Regions from separate parts of the Gossypium hirsutum genome. Here region 2 is linked to region 1. A link is a contact called in public Hi-C data. All regions are on one chromosome and are shown on one strand. The core of a region is the stretch at or near the end of the contact, and the rest is flanking DNA. Distances in the headings are between cores, read along the strand shown. Region 1 has its middle 52 kb from the start of LOC107901794. Region 2 overlaps LOC107901792 (a long non-coding RNA gene).

Region 1 (3,201 bases), core at 243-2,742:
AAATTTCTCAAATAATATATCTAAATTATTTGAGTTGATTGAGATGGTAAAATATACTACTTTGATTTATTTTGAATGGTTCGGTATATGTTTAAATTGTTTATAAAGAGTACAAATTTAATGAGCTACGATTTGCATTTGTGATTTTAGAAATTAAATATGACCATAATGTTATATGCTTATAAGAAAAAAAATAGAATAGGTATTTACAGTCGTATCATGATATTACTTAGATGATTAAATTATTGAACTGTATTCATATCATTTGAATGTTTAATGTTTGTGTATGTTATACTATATCCGGTAATGCCCCGTAACCCTATTCCGGCGACGGATACGGGTTAGGGGTGTTACATTTATGATCTATATGCTCCAACTTGAGGGGGGTGTTAGGATATTATTATGAGATATTATCTTTTAGCATTTTGATTCCTAATGAGATATTATAGGACATTATCTCTTAGTAATTTGATTCCTAATAAGATATTATAAGATATTATTATGATATATTATCTTTTAGCATTTTGATTCCTAATGGGGTATTATAGGATATTATCTCTTAGCAATTTCATTTCTAATGAGATATTATAAGATATTATCTTTTAACAATTTGATTCCTATGTAACTACTACTACTGTATAGATATACACCATTAGGGCTATCAATAAAATGCAGAGATTATCTTATTCTTGTCACATGTGGTGCGTTATTTTTTTAAACTTTCTTTCACTTTGTGTTAGAATTAGTTTAAATGCACTGTAATTTTATATTATTGTTCTATTTGCTTTCTGGGTCGAATTTAATATATTTTCATCATGGGTTTGGATGGAAATTTGAGGTAGGCATACCGATCAGAATGGATAATGTAGATGCTAATTCGGATATTAAATGCCACAATAATTTTCGCAATTTCAAATAATTTTTAAAATTTTTAAATAATGTTTTATAAATTTTAATATATTTTTAAAATTTTTAAATAATTTTTACAATTTTAATATTTTTCTATAATTAGTAATTTTTTTTCAATTTTATTAATTTTTTAGTTATTTTAATATTTTTTATAAATTTTAATAAATTTTTAATAAATTTTAATAATTTTTATTTATTTTAAAAATATTTTTTCAATTTTTTAAAATGTTTAGGCCGGTCAAGACCTAATTAATATGGTCAAAACTCAATCAACGACCACATTATCAATGGCGATCAACGGGAACACATGGAGTGTTTTGTTTGGTTGCTAATTGTTTTGAACAGTGTTAACGGAAGGGGCCAAAAAATAAACAAAACTATAATTTAAGTACCAAAAGGAGATAAAAAAATTTTAGGTACTAATATGTGAAAATGAGTATAGTTGAGGTCCAAATAATTAATAAAGGTTTTTTTATTATTAAGATCGTTGAGTTTTTCTTTTTTTAATAAAAGATGAACTGGTTCAGAATTGAGTACCGGCTTTAAGGTCAGTTTTGACTTCCGGTTTTCCTTTTGAAGGAAAATATGAGCAAGCCTTGTTGATGTACGACAAAGAGAGTGTGGTCCTAAAATCAAGTACAACAAAGGATACTTTTATGAGTGCGAAATTAAAATAGTTTTATAAATTTTTATAATTTTTGTACAAGTTATATTTAATTAATATGACTGTTACTATATATGTTTTATTTATGTTGCTTTATGAGTAAATTAAAAATGTTTTATTCTTTTAATTATTGAATATATTTTAATAAAAAAATTATATAATTATATTTATAAATTCAGTAGCTGAATTATTAAAATGTTAATTTATAAAATGAACAATTTTTTTTTCAAATATTAGAAAATACATATGAATTATAACAATGCAAAATATTGTTTGGATTTGAGACATGTTTTATTCTTTGCTTAAAAAGTGTTTACGAGGTCGGGATTGTTTTTGTGTGGATGAAACATTTAATTCATGTAATAATTGCGAGGTTTTGAGGAACATTTATTAAGGACTTAAATTCACCTCTAAGAAAAATCATACAATAAATAAAAGCGTACGGATAAGTTTGCTACATCCACTTGTAATCGGTTCATTAGAAAAGAAAATTGAAAATCGATTTCTTTAAAAGATAAAAACAAATAACCTAACTAATTTCACCCTAAATCGACGTAAAGGAATAAATTTAAGTTGATTTTGTAGGTAGGGTTTATTAAAGATATCAACACCAGAACACCAACACGTGGTCATTTGTTGACCAAGTTTATTTCCATATTTTCTTTGTTTATTTATTAGCTATTTTTGGTTACTTAGTTGTTTGGTTGTTACCAAATTTTTAGTGGATCTGTTTTGCCTATAAATAGGTCTTTGCTAAGCCTATAAATATGCAGTCATTTCATTGAATTATATCATCATCCATTTGCAGTCTTATTCTTCCTGTGAGTTATATGTTCTTTCTTTTTGTCGTTTGTCAGCTATTAGTTCTACAATCTGGTATCCGAGCTAGGTTCTCTTGGGCGCTGTTAGGATGGACGATCTTCAAGTGGTTGGTGGAATCAAGAAACTCAACAACCAAAACTACAATTCTTGGTCTACATGCATGATGTCATAGTTGCAAGGTCAAGACTTATGGTAAGTAGTAAATGGAAATGAGGTTATGTCGCCAGAAGTAGAAGACACGAATGGTGTCTTACGGAAGTGGAAAATCAAAGCGGGTAAAGCGATGTTCGCCTTGAAGACCACAGTCAAAAAAGATGTTCTAGAGCATATACGTGATGCCAAAAATCTGAAGGAAGCTTGGGAAACGTTCGACAAACTGGTCTCAAAGAAGAATGATACGAAGCTCCAACTCTTAGAAAGTGAGTTGTTGTCGGTGTCACAACGCGACATGACAGTCTCACAGTATTTTCATAAAGTAAAGACGCTATGCCGGGAGATTTCTGAGTTGGATCCGGAGGCTCCTATTGGTGATACTAGGATGAAGCGAATCATCATTCATGGTTTCAAGCCAGAATTCAGGAGTTTCGTTGTTGCCATACAAGGATGGCAAACTCAGCCGTCGCTTGTAGAATTCAAAAATTTGCTAGCTGGTCAAGAAGCCTTAGCTAAGCAAATGGGAGGAGTCTCATTGAAGAAGAAAGAAGAGGCACTCTATGCCAATAGAGGCAAGTGGAACTCCAAGATACATACCACCGGTAGATCCAGAAAGAATAATGACAAAGCAAAAAGTCATCAAGGTGAAGAGA
Region 2 (3,201 bases), core at 366-2,865, 100 kb after region 1:
ACTCAAATTTAATTTAACTCTTTTTACTATCATTTCAACCTATTTCATCGTAATCTCATTTCATATTATCTCAAACTTTCTATTATTATTTCACTTAAATAAACTAATCAAATTCTAATTTCATAGCTTGGATTGTAATTATTTACCAACATTTACTGATTATTTACGAAAAGTTTACAAGAAAAATTCAATTACCTTGCTAATTAGGCTCACGGCAAATAAAAGAAGAAAATGGCTAAGTTTTCTGTTTTCTTTCTTTTTTGTTTCGGTTTGGGAAAGATGAGAAGATGATATTTTTCATCATCTCTCTCCCACTAAGGAATATATATATATTTATAATTATTTCTAAAGACTTGATTAATATTTAAATAAGGCCTTGTGGAATTTTATAATTATTATGCAATTTAACCCTTGTACCATTTTTATTAACTTAATTAATTTAATTACTAGCTAATTTTATTTCTTATTTCTGTATTTAACTTAAGGCTTTCTCATTTTAACTTCTCAAACATCTCAACTTAATTTTCAGTACACATCACAAGAATTGGGTCGTTACATGAAATTATTTATTTAAACTTAAAATAAAAATATTAAGGGATAAAAATAGGTTTAGAAGATGAGTTTCATTTAGAAAATTAAGTTAACATTTTTTTAACTTAGAATTTAAAATCGATCTAATCCATTCATTTTTTTTGAAATATATATCTTTTTATATATTTATATATTACACAATTTATACAAAAAAAATATATGTTTACACATAAAAGCAACATAACAATTAGAAAATAATCAACATATAAAAATAAAACACAAATTGAAGAAAGAAAATAAATCTCGAACCAAACAAACCTTAAAATAATAAAAAGATATTGCAAGTTACAGATGGGGCCCGAAATGCGTGGTAAGGGATTTCCACTTGATGGAAAGAAGAGATTATTATTATTATTATTTTCGTAAAACAAAATATTTTTATATATGTTTTATTATAAATAATATTAATTTTTTGAGTTTTGTAGTTATTCTTTTTAATAATGTCATTTTTAAAGTTTTAATTTGAATTCTGTTTTTTTAGAGTAGAATACGAACAACACTTGTTGGACGAAGAGATTATTACTTATTCACAAATCAAACAAATAAATAATAAGATAAATTATATCCAATGTCACTCAACTATTACAAAATTTACACTTTGGTCACTAAGTTTTAAAAAGATATGAATTTATCATTGAATTATTTGAAAATTACATGTTGGTTACTAGGTTGTTCAGTGACCAACTTGTAGTTTTTTTGAAATTGAGTGTTTAAAGTATAATCTTGTAAATAGTTGAATGACCTTGAGTATAGTTTACTCTATGATGAATAGTGAGTTAACAACCACATCAACATCCATTAGCAACTTAACAATTTAGTGATCAACTTATAACTTTCGAATAATTTAAAGATCAATTTATAACTTTTTAAAATTGAATATCAAAATATAAACTTTCTAATAGTTGAGTGAATTTGGTGTAATTTATCTTAAATAATAAAATGAAAAAAGAAAAAAAAAACAAGAATGCATGAAACACGTTGACTCAACAACTGGCCCTTCACTTTACGTCTATTCCTTCCAAGCAGCCTTCACAATTCATGTGGCTCTCCTTTCTCCACACCATACGTCTCCTTTGCTCTCTTTACATCTCCCACTTTTCACTTTTCTTCTTTTTCTTCCTTCACATATAATAAAAACTAATTTTTGCATTATATTATCACAATATTTTTCTTTTCCAATAAGGTTCATTGAATATCAATGCTTATATTATTGACAGTATTTTAAAAAGATTATTGAATATCAATAAGTTTTTTTAACGTGTATGGTATTATTAAATTATTTAAAAATGAAACAGGTCCATGTCTATTGTGAATTTTGAAAGAGTCAAAATTTCCAAAGTCAAGAAACAAAATGTGAAAGGCTTTTGTATGAAACGGAAGTGAGAAGTGGGTTGTGGCTATTATTCAGCAAAAGTCAATGATCAAATTTGGATGCATTTGGGTTCTTTTATCTTTTATGTTTGATGCCTCCATTTATGGGTACGTGTTGATCATCATGTCAATTAATTCTCAACCACTTTTTGGATGCTAAATTTTTTACTTGGATTCCAAACAAAATGAATAATAATTACTCAGACAAAAACTGTTTGACATTATTCTCTTTTGGGGGAATTTTTCAACCAAAGAATCCATGTCATTGAACAAATCCTCCAAATTTGCACACCTTAATGCCAATAACTAAGGCCGCCCGGATTCTAGTTGTGATTGATAAAGGATCTAGAAGGTTGTTAAGAAGTCTTTTGTATTCAAATTCATCCATTTATCTAACAAACATATACAAATTAAACTCTTGTCTAACTTGTGTACAGTTAGTTTAGAGAGTTTGGTCAACTAGAGACAGCTTAATGTTGTAAACAATGGGGGTTTCCAAGGATGAGTCCAAAAAAATCAGAATTTTTCTTTTTAGAGTTAGTCAAAATGCGAGCATTTACTACAACAGCAAGTTCAGACAATAGCCACGTGCTTACCGCTAAATTCGAAGTTTGCTTGTAGTCTTAAAGACAACAATATGTTCTATGCTAGTTTCTTAGAACATGTCTTGAGGTTGTAATCACTACACCAAAACAGGCTTTTAGCGGCGTTTTTTGTATAAACGCCGGTAAAAACCAAGATCTTTAGCGGCGCTTTTCTCACAAACGCCGCTATAGGTCATGGTCTATAGTGGCGCTTTTCGCACAAACGCCACTAAAGAATAAACCTTTAGCGGCGCTTCTCAAAAAACGCCGCTAAAAACTTAACCTTTAAAAAAATTTATTTTAATCAAATAATATTTATTTTTATGATAAATATTTTATTTTATTTTATTTTTTAAATTTGAACTTTAAATATACTTTTTAAGGATAAATAAAAAATATTATTTAAATTAAATTTTCTATGAAGATTTTAACTTTAAAACTAAATATAAAAATTAATGAATTTAGTTTTAGAATTTAAAATAATAAACTAATAACACAATTAAAATCCAAAAGTTAGAACTCAAGTTGTCGTAAATATTAAAGTAAAAATAAAAATTAGAACTCAAGTTGTCATAAATATTAAAGTAAAAATAAAAATTTAGAATCAAAACTAAAATAAATAATACATATGAAAAACATGCCTATGACTATACAC

Evidence for each region. A called contact is a pair of places that touch in the nucleus more often than the background predicts.
Region 2: a contact with region 1 is called in a Hi-C map of leaf, with 1.5 times the contacts expected there. The contact joins two enhancer-like sites. A contact is called at or near these places in 5 of 34 Hi-C or Micro-C datasets (callus, cotyledon and leaf).

Annotation. Positions count from the first base shown.
Region 1 is chrD06:46,668,074-46,671,274 of Gossypium_hirsutum_v2.1, forward strand. No RefSeq gene overlaps it. Among protein-coding and RNA genes, the nearest start is that of LOC107901794, 52 kb to the left of the region's middle. Within about 2 kb of position 1,493, at least 1 of the 9 cell types and tissues checked has an H3K27ac peak or open chromatin away from gene starts, as enhancers often do. A contact at or near this core is called in leaf, where this site is marked.
Region 2 is chrD06:46,769,881-46,773,081 of Gossypium_hirsutum_v2.1, forward strand. LOC107901792 (a long non-coding RNA gene) reads right to left here. Exons shown (of 4, transcript XR_001685431.2): 4 at 3,176-3,201. Among protein-coding and RNA genes, the nearest start is that of LOC107901792, 5.5 kb to the right of the region's middle. Within about 2 kb of position 1,616, at least 7 of the 9 cell types and tissues checked have an H3K27ac peak or open chromatin away from gene starts, as enhancers often do. A contact at or near this core is called in leaf, where this site is marked.